Regions from separate parts of the Sus scrofa genome. Here region 2 is linked to region 1. The links are chromatin contacts, called in public HiChIP or PLAC-seq maps. All regions are on one chromosome and are shown on one strand. The core of a region is the stretch at or near the end of the contact, and the rest is flanking DNA. Distances in the headings are between cores, read along the strand shown.

Region 1 (4,825 bases), core at 777-3,276:
CTGAGGCCAGAGCTTGGCAGAGGAAGAGCAGAGTGTGAGAGACTAAAAACGGGAAAATGGACCCGAGTTCCCACCGAAACTGCGATTAAGGCGTTTGTGGACTTTAATCTTGGAATCCAGGGAGCCCACAGTGACAGGGCCACACCTGTGATGGAAGCTGCTACACATTCGGCCAGAAAATGTGTGTGTGTCTCAAGCAAGCAAGTAACTCTTCAAGCAAGTTTCCCAAGGCGGACAAACTAGCTGCGATTATTTCCGGCAAAAAGGATTTCCTCCTGCCTTTTCAAAGTATGTAGACTCTTCCTACTCCTCATCAACAGTCACAGGCGGACATGTATGTTCTCAACGTCAAAGACCAAAAGAAAAAAGGTGCAGCTGGCAACCGCCTCCTCCGCTGGCCTCCAAAGCCACCTGTGCCTACACACGTCACATCCAAACAGACGGCATCTAGAGAGGTCCCGGTGCAAAGAATCACAGCGGCCACCCACCGATTCTTCCCTCTCCGGATGCGACGGGGCGAGCTCGGCAGCACTGGCCGCGGAGGACGCGCGGTCGCCGCCTGAGCGCGCTGAGTCAAGTTCTCCCACTCGACGGACGGGAGGCGAGCGCTCCAAAGCGGGTACCCGAGCCCGAGAAGGGACGGAGCGGGCTGCTCTGCGTCCGCCGCGCTTCTACAGCACGCCGGCAAGCCGCGTCGAGCTGTCATCCTGAACACAGCTTCCCCGCGTCTCAGAGGTGGGGCGACGCGGACACATCACCCTCGGAGAAGCGCAAGGAAGACAGGCGCCCCGGGAGGACCAGCGCCTCGGCTCGGGACGCGGCGCCGGCGGGGCGAGGGCGCCGGGAGACAAGCCCCGGCCAGAGGCCCCAGCCGCGCTCGAGGGCGGCCCGGCGCGGGCGGAGCAGCGGCCCGGGAGGCGAGCCGAAGGGAGGCTCGAGTCCAAACAAAAACAGCCCGAAGCGGAGCGCGGCAGAGGGAGCAGATTGGGCGAGACGGTTCACGGCTGCCCATTGGAGAAGAGGGAAAACAGAGTCCCCCAATCGCGAGCGGCGGGGCTGCTCCCCTCGTGCGGCCGCGGGCCGGCCCGGCGCTGCCCGGCGGCCGCTACCGCTCCCTTCCGGCGGCGGCGCCCACTGCAGGGCCCGCGCCCCGCGCCCGCCGCCGCCGCCGCCGCCGCCGCCGCCGCCGCCGCCGCGCCCCTCCCCCGGTCGCCGCCCCCACCCCCCGCGGCCCCGGCCCCGGCCCCCGCCCGGCGCCCCCGCGCCCGCCGGCCCGCCCCCAGCCCGCCGGCCGCCGCCCGCGCCCGCCGCCCCGGCGCCCCCCGCACGCCCGCCCCCCGCTCACCGCCGGGCGCTGCCCGCTCCTCCTCGGGGCGCGTCGAGGCCCCGCCGCCCGGCCGCTGCACTGGGGGGCCCGCGCTCCCCAGCGCCACTCCCCCGTCCCCCCAGAAAATTAATCACCAAAAATAATTCCAGAGAAAAATGGAGAGTAAAATCCAAGATGGCGGCGCATGCCGCAGCACCGCCCGCTCCATCCGCTGTCGGGAAATGAGTCCCCGCGGCGGCCGGAGCCCCCCGCCCCCACCGCGCCGCGCCCCCGCGCCCCCGCGCCCCGGGCCTCACCTCGCCTCTCGCGCGGCCTCGGGGTTCCAAAGGCAGCCGCTGGCCTGGTGGCTCCGCGTCCCGGGTCCTGGCGCCGCGCGTGCCGCCTCCGGTGCCCGGGCGCCCTCACCTCATAGCTCCGGAGCCTCGCCGCCCGCGCCGCAGACGCGTCGCCGCCCCCGGTGAGCCGCTCGGACGCCGCCCGGGAACGGTGGAAGGACACGAAAAGAAGTGCCCTCGGCCGGGCGGAGGGACACCACTCCGGGCTCGCGCCGCTGCGGCCGCCTCTGTTGCTTTTACGGGACGGGGGGTGGGGGGAGGCGGAGAAACCCGAGAAAGAAATGAGTTCCCCGCCGGGTGCTCCCGCGGCGGAGGGACAAAAAGCGAATTTCGAGCGGACGAGGCGACTCCCTGCTTCGCTCGCTCGCGGCGGAGGGATCCGTGTCGAGTAGTCGCAGGAGATCCCTCCGCCCCTCAGCTGCCCTTTAAATCGCGGCTGGAGGCGGCGTCGTCGCGCGCCCCTCAGGCGCCCCTCAAGCCTGAGGCCTGTTGTGCTCCGGTCCCGGCGAGGCTGCCCTCCACCTTGGTTCCCGGGCGCAGCTGCACCCACCGGCTACAACTCCCGAGCTGGGACGGGAGCAGCCCGGGAGCGGGGTGGGGGTGGGGGGACGGACGGGCTCCTCGCCCAGGGCGCCTCCGGGTTGCGCCGGGGGGAGGCGGCCCCACGGAGGCGAGCCTCTTTGTTGTGGGAATGGGTGTCATTGGAAGCTGACCCACCCTTCGAGGCCTGTGGGCAGCCTGAGCGCTCCACCGCCTAGTGTGCGGGGAGGAGGGAGGGAGCGTGCCTTCATCAGGCCACTGGCTTCCTAGCGTCGGCCGCCCCTTGCCTGAGCGCCTACTGTGTGCCGGCTTCCCGGGAAACAGGTCTTCCCGCCTCCCTGGTTGGGCAGTGCCCGCCCCGAGCATGCGGCCCCTCCGGAAAGCTTGGGCGGGTCGGGGTGTTGCGGGGAGAGGCTCACTCGCGCCAGGTGTGCGGGGAGCGTGCGAAGCCCCGCCCTTGGGGCCCGCAGGTGGCGATGATGACTGAGAAATAACAATCGCGAGAGGACCGGGAGTACCAGCCTTTACTGCCTGCCGGGTGCCCCGTCTCTCGTCCTCCCTACAACGACCCCCAGCAGGAGCGGACCGTCTTTTCCTGGTTCATACGTAGGGAAACTGAGGCACCGACAGGGCAGGTGACCTCTGAGCCGATCGGGGCGTGGGCCAGCGCCCTCATCCAGCACTCCGGGGAGAGGTGCAGGCGTCGAGGTTGCCGCCGGCGGGCGGATGCACGGAGGCGGCGCCCGAAGGGTCTCCCCCGACGCGGAGGGGCGCTCGGAGGAGGGCGCGGTTGGGCGACGTGAGCCCAACAAGTGCAAAGGCCCTGGAGCGGGGGTGGGGGGGCGGGGTTGCTAAAGACGCCGCCGCTTCCGGAACTTAGGGAAGCCCAGCGCGGCTCCTGCAGAGAGGAGGCGGGCAGGGCCGGCGGGTCCACCTATTCCCGGAGGAGCCCCACGTCTCCTTTGGCTTCCTCTGCATCCCCCAGGGCCTGGCCCCGAGTAGGCCGACCGGAAAGGACGGTTCCGCGGGGCGTGTGGGTGACCGCACGGACTGTGGGCCGAGGAACCTCATTATTCCTCCCCCTTGACCTTGGGTGGCAGACAGGACGCTCATTAGCCCCTTCCGCAGGTGGCCCACTGAGGCGCAGGGATTTGCTGAGGGCAGGTATCTAACAGGTGGAGGCGGGGCTAGACCTTTAACACCGGAGCTCCTCCCACTGGCCTCGCCTTCCCGCCGGGGAAGCCCACCCGGTGGGGTCCGGACCAGGGAAGCCTCCCCAGGCTTCGGTTGAAGCACAGCCAAGCACGTTGCCCTGCCCTTGCTGCCTTTTCACTCCAAAAGCCTCAGGGCCATCGGTGACCTCAGACGTTGTCATGCCACCTTCTTTGCAAGCCCGGCAGGAATGATTTGCTTTGGTTTCATTAGCTTCTGATTGATCGCTAAAGTTTTTTTCCAAGATTTTCAAGGGTGCTTGGCTCCGGATACTCAAATTGCATCCCACTGAGACTGGCTTTGCCACCCCGTTTCCTCACCGGATACCCGAGGGAGGCGAGCACAGTGGGCACCACAGCCCTGTGTGGGTCCTCCTGGGCCTTGGTGCCCAGGCCTGGGCAGCACTTCACAGCCCCAAACATCAATGTCTCCCCACTCCAAGCTTTCCAGAGTCCACCCCGACACTGAGCCCTGAGGCTGATGCCCAAACTCGGACCCTGTGAAGCCCCCAGACTCCCAAGATGCTGGCAGCTCCCTTCATCATCTGCCCAGGGCCAGGCCAAGTGTTCCGAGCGGTGCTTTGCAAGGGAGCAGGCCGGAGAGGGCCAGTCAGGACAGATGGTCAAACCCAGGTATGGGCTGGTGCCCTGGTTCTGGATCTGTCCCTCCCCCAGCTTCCCTGCATTGCCAGCTGCTCTTCCTGCCTCAGCCGAGAGGCTCAGGGTGGGCCAGAGCCCCTGAGTTGGGGCTCAGAACCTTGATGCAGCCATGTTGAAGGGAGGCTGGGCTGGGCAGAGGCCACAGCCCCGAGCGGCCCTCCTGGGGGAGACTGGAAATTCGACTTCCCTGCAGTGAGTGTGGCCGGCTGGAGGCCGCCTCCTGCCAGCTGGCAGAGGAGGGGGGATGGGGGACAGGAAGTAATGTGGCCAGGCACCTGCCCAGCCCCCACGTGACAGGAGCCAGTGGCATTTACACTGGGAAGCCGCTGGATGCCCCCGGTGGAGGTGCTAAGCCACAGAGGCACTGGGGCCCCACAGTCCAGGACCGAAGGGAAGATATTAACAACTCTGAAGATAAAGACTGAGTTGGCGGAAGGGGCCCAGACCAGCCCCCGGAAGCACCAGGAGTGCCAGCCCAGCCCAGAGCTGACCTGGGAGGCGCACCCTTGTCGGGGCATCGGCTGAGCCTGCGGAGTCTATTCCAGCTCCCCTCCCCCCAGCAGGGCCCAGGGACACTTGAGACCCAGCCTGATGCCCCCAATCCTGCATCACTCTCCAGCTCCCCTCCTTCAAAGACCAGGTTCATCCAGTGACGGGCTGGCAGGATTTGCCTGCTGGGATCCTGTGCCCACAGGGAGGGCCCACAGGTCATGTTGAGCCCAGAATTCCAGGCTGGTTGGTGAGCGGCTTCT
Region 2 (4,825 bases), core at 1,732-4,231, 110 kb before region 1:
CGCTCCAGACTCCCCACCACTGAGCCTCCACGAGGGGACAGGTGGTCAGCAGGCGCTCTGGCCCCCGAGCGCTCCCGACGCCGTGCATTTCAGAGCGGGGCTGCTGAAACCCCAATCTCACGGTTCAGGAAGAAGCCCTTAGGACGTGGGTACCTTGCAGAGGAAAAATCACTCCCACCAGCCCCCGGGGAAGGGCGGCCAAGGGGACACGTGGGCAGTGACGGTCACGGCGCAGCAGGAAGGCCAGGTCACTGCGACACGAGACTATCATGCACAAAGGTCACTGCAAGCCGCTGTCTCTTGGCAACCCAAACACTGTTTAGACTGCCCTAGAGGCACCAGACGTCCACTCCCTGCACTCCCGGGAGGACAGGGAGCCCCGTCGCTTGCTGGGTCTCACTGAGGTGGCTCCCAACAGCCCAAGAGCCCGTCCTCCGGGCCAGACGCACCAGGCTCTACGGGGGCAGGAAGGGGCGCCAGGGGCGGGGTCGGCTAACCCCAGCTTCAACCTCAGAGGGGTGCAGGATGGACTGAATTACTTACTTGAAATTCATTTTCTTTCTGAGCTTGTTCGGATCCCTCCTTATTACAGGACCTCTATGGATGAGAAAAAGCAAACACTTCCGGTGAGATGGGGAACACTGAGCAGACACCACCTCTGCAACCATCACAACAGTCAGGGCTTACAAAGCATCACAGGTCTTTAACGAGGGTTCTCAGCCCACTGATGCCACCGGTACGATCTAAAGGCACCACCAGTGTCCAGCACGAGCACCAACACCCGAGGAAGCGCTGCGTTTCTTTACAAGAAAGGGGCTGTGCTGATGAGGCCAAGCAGCCGTGTGTCTCGCCACCATCCCGAGAACCGTTTCACAATTTCATTGTTGGAGGAAAGTCGATGCAGAGCGCTCTTCTCAGGACGCCAGGCCAGGCCAATCGAGCCAGGCGGGGCCCTCGGGGCTGCAGCAGCCCCAGGCAGGCTCTCCTCCTGCAGGGCAGGGCGCGTGCACAGGCCGTGGGCAGCACCCGGTGGGAGAGGGGACGCCCCCCGGGCGGGCAGGGTCTGCATGGCCGAGCCTGCACCTCGCCACACTCACGGCCGGACCTGCTCGTCAGGCTGCCCCCAGCTCCCTGTGGGTTCTTCCTCCACCAAGAAGAGGACCCAGCAAATGTAATAACGGCCTCGACCAATTTCATGTGTTAACGTATTAAGAGATGCGTCTACATCACTTTCCTCAATGAAATTGCACATCACTGGTAACCAGGACTCTGCCACTAACACGCCTGGACCATGAACCACCCTAAGCCGCTCTGGCTACGTCCTTTCTTCATGGCCGAGCTTCTCTTTTAAAAGCAACCCCCCACCCCAAGTGCTTTAAAAACTGTCATGGTATCTCTAATCAGGGGATAGTGAAAAGCAAGTCAAATTTTACATGTCACGTCAAAATTTTATTCTCAAATATCATCCCTAGAAAAATTAAACTACATCTGCTTAAGTCAGACACAGAAGTCCATAAAGGAAGCTCTTTAAAAATTTTAAGGCAAAAATTCTTTAACATCCCACGAAAACGTACCTTTCCATATTCCACAGCTTTATCAAAAACAGCCTGTCCCAAGGGTAGAAAAAAGCGTGGACAGGGGGAAAATGCCACGTTAAGCAACACCAGCTACTCTAGCACCAATCAAAAAGCTCGCATCCAGGACACGGAACTACCCTTCCACAGACATTCTGACGCATGTTCTGTGAAAACAGTACATGTTCTGGGTGACTCCATGGGAAAGTAAACAAAATAAATATGCATGTTTATGTGAAGCGTCTGCAAAAAGACTTGCACTTGTACACAAGCTATTCAATAATATCTTTAACGCACAGTTAAGTACACTTTGTACAAAGTACAGCGAGTACAAATGGGGGCTACCCGACCTTTTCATTTGTGTAACCTGCATTTCTCTGATGGAAGATGTTACAGGTTAAATCCCGATACAATGAAAGCTACAAAAATGAAAATACCACAGAAACACTTTGAGACTTTTGCTGATGGCCTGAGAGCCACCGCGATAACCCCAGGGAGGAGGAACTAGGCGCCATGAGAGCTTTCCTCCTTGCTTGACTCCCAGCTACGCTCCTGAAGGCACCCTGACTTTAGGCCTTTAGTTGGGGCCTCTCCTCGGTGGCCTACAAGCTCCTGATGAAGCTTTTCATTTATTTTTTATGTATTTATTTATTTATTGTTGGTCTTCCCCCAAAGCGATGAGCTCACTCTACTTTTCAGACGGCACGACTAAATTATACACTCCCGCACCGTGGAGCTCAGGGCAGGCTGGCTCAAGGAGCAACAGGGCGGTGGAGACCAGCTACGGACGAACTCACCTCCGTGTTCCCAGGAGTGAAGAGCTGGCTACCATGTTGATTAGGAGGCCAAAAGGGGCTGAAATGCCCCCAAATAGTTAAGTCCTTGTGCTTTTTCTCCCCAAAGAGAGTTAAGAACCAAAAAAGTCCTATAATCTGATATATTATATAGTGATACTTTGTAGGAAAAGACAAAGAAGGAATTTGGATGTCTCACTGCAACTTCTTGTAACGGGATTTGACCTGAACAAAATCCTAAATGACAATGGTTATTCCTATGCTGTTATTGCTTGAACTGTATCTTCTCAGGCAGATACAGCTGATGGGTTATTCAGCCAACAGAAGTCCCTCTCCCTTGTCTAACGGTGCTCTCGAAAGCAAGTCACCTCATCCAAGTCACGCTGGCTTCGTTCCCAAGGCCGTTCCTTCTGAACGTATTAGCACCATCGGGTGCAAATACATTTTACAAAAAATTTCCAAGTGGAAATAAGTTTTATAACGAATTTCCCCACCCCTGCCCACTCCATCCCAGCCCCAGGGGCTTCGCTACTTATCCCACAAGAGCACCGTCGTGAGGGCAAGGCGGACTTCTGCCACGGCGGCCCCGGTTCTGTTTCCTCAGTACAGAATGTTCAAGCTCCCTCAACCCCGTGGGTAAGAGCAGTAAGACCGGGAGATCTCAAACCAAGCCGACTGAACATTCAGGAAAAGGTGAGAGGCGGGGTTTCCTGCAGAGGTTAAGTCAACAAGAAACTCACATGGCCAAAAAAGAGGTCAGAGGACTTTGCTGTCCAGGAGGAAAGGAAGCAAAATATAACTTGGAACCTGTGGGATTTCATTTCAGAGACAAATTTACTTGAAGCCAATATTAAAATGGACTGTACAAATATTTAACATGACTTCGAAACCACCAACTTGTAGAGTAATAAAAACTAGCTTTCAATAAGTTAAAAAAAAAAATCAAGCTTTTTTTAAACATTTATTAGGAATTTCAACACTAACCCAGTTACTTAATTTTAAATCATTATTATTTTTCTTTTTTACGGCCATACGTGTGGCATACGGAAGTTCCCGGGCTAGGGGTCGAATTGGAGCCTCAGCTGCAGGCCTACACCACAGCCACACAGGAGCCAGATAGGAGCTAGGTCTGCGGCCTATGCCCACTTCTTGTGGCAACACAGGATCCTTAACCCACTGAGTGAGGCCAGAGATCAAACCCACATCCTCATGGAGACCACAACAGGTTCTTAATCCACTGAGCCACAGTGGGAACTCCTAATGATTCAATTTTGTTATGTGAACATTATTGTGGTCATGTGTTTTGTTAATCACCTCACACAGGGACGAACTGAAATCTTTACGGAAGAAATCCTAGGATGTCTGGAACCTGCCGCAGAAGCAGCCTGGAGAAGGAAGGAGGGTCAACATGAGAAAGACGGCCTCTGGGCGCCCCGGGTTCATTACACTCCTGTGCTCCACGTCTCTGTGCGCGGTAAAACTTTTTTATTTTCTTTGGTTTTTTAATTGTTTTTTACTTTTTGGCTTTTCAGGGCCACACCTGTGGCACATGGAGGTTCCCAGGCTAGGGGTCACAGCAGACCTGCAGCTGCCGGCCTACACCAGAGCCACAGCCACGCGGGATCTGAGCCGTGTCTGCGACCTATGCCACAGTTCACGGAAACGCAGGATCCTTAAGCCACTGAGCGAGGCCAGGGATCGAACCTACATCCTCATGGATGCTGGTCAGATTCGTGTCCACTGAGCCATGACAGGAACTCCAAAACTTTTCAAAAATAGAACACTTAAACTTCAAGACCTAAGAAGTCAGAATGCATGATATGCTTAAGAAGACATCCAGCTCTACGAATATACTAAAAATCATTGAATTGTACAGTTAAATAAATAAGTGAATGGTACAATACAACGATGCAACAAAAATAAAGAACAAAAAAAGACACCCACTGATTAAAAAAAATACTGCCACTGGCTCCTTCCCATTTTCCTTGCTCTGTTCTTCCTATTTTGGGCCTGGTTTTCAAGAGAATCTTAGGTGTTTATTATAATCCATGTCTTCATTGATGGTGAGGCAGGAAACAGGCTAAAGTGGTAGTGGGATATTCAGCGATTGTCTCCTTTAAAGGCTCAATATAAAATGAAAGAGTAAATCAGTTGCAGCCTTTTAAAAGTGCTCTGGGAGTTCCCGCTGTAGCGTGACACGATCAGCGGCGTCCCTGGAGCACTGAGATGCAGTTCGGTCCCCGGCCTGACACAGTGGGTGAAGGATCTGGCGTTTGCCGAAGCTGCGGCATAGGTCCCAGCTGCTGCTCGGGTCTGATCCCTGGCCCAGGAACTCTGTCTGCCGAGGCCAAAAGAAGAAAAAGAAAGTGCTTTGGGATCAATAGATGAGTGATTCAGAGAGAATAATCTGAATGTTAGCTAGACCCTCCTTCTAGGGCATCTGAGATCCAGCCAAGG

The links. HiChIP or PLAC-seq counts read pairs in DNA pulled down with a chosen protein or histone mark.
Region 2: a contact with region 1 is called in an H3K27ac HiChIP or PLAC-seq map of skeletal muscle, with 2.7 times the contacts expected there. The contact joins the enhancer-like site here to the promoter of KMT5B in region 1. A contact is called at or near these places in 1 of 5 promoter capture datasets (fetal liver), 7 of 47 Hi-C or Micro-C datasets (brain, heart right ventricle, liver and 2 more) and 2 of 2 datasets of contacts at active chromatin or transcription factors (alveolar macrophages and skeletal muscle).

Annotation. Positions count from the first base shown.
Region 1 is chr2:4,707,737-4,712,561 of Sscrofa11.1, reverse strand. KMT5B (histone-lysine N-methyltransferase KMT5B) reads right to left here and starts at 2,026. Exons shown (of 11, transcript XM_021082731.1): 1 at 1,624-2,026. LOC102162815 (a long non-coding RNA gene) reads left to right here and starts at 2,242. Exons shown (of 4, transcript XR_301556.3): 1 at 2,242-4,825.
Region 2 is chr2:4,816,452-4,821,276 of Sscrofa11.1, reverse strand. It overlaps CHKA (choline kinase alpha), which reads right to left. Exons shown (of 13, transcript XR_002341423.1): 3 at 544-597. Among named protein-coding and RNA genes, the nearest start is that of CHKA, 30 kb to the right of the region's middle. Within about 2 kb of position 2,981, at least 6 of the 83 cell types and tissues checked have an H3K27ac peak or open chromatin away from gene starts, as enhancers often do. A contact at or near this core is called in fetal liver, retroperitoneal adipose tissue and skeletal muscle, where this site is marked.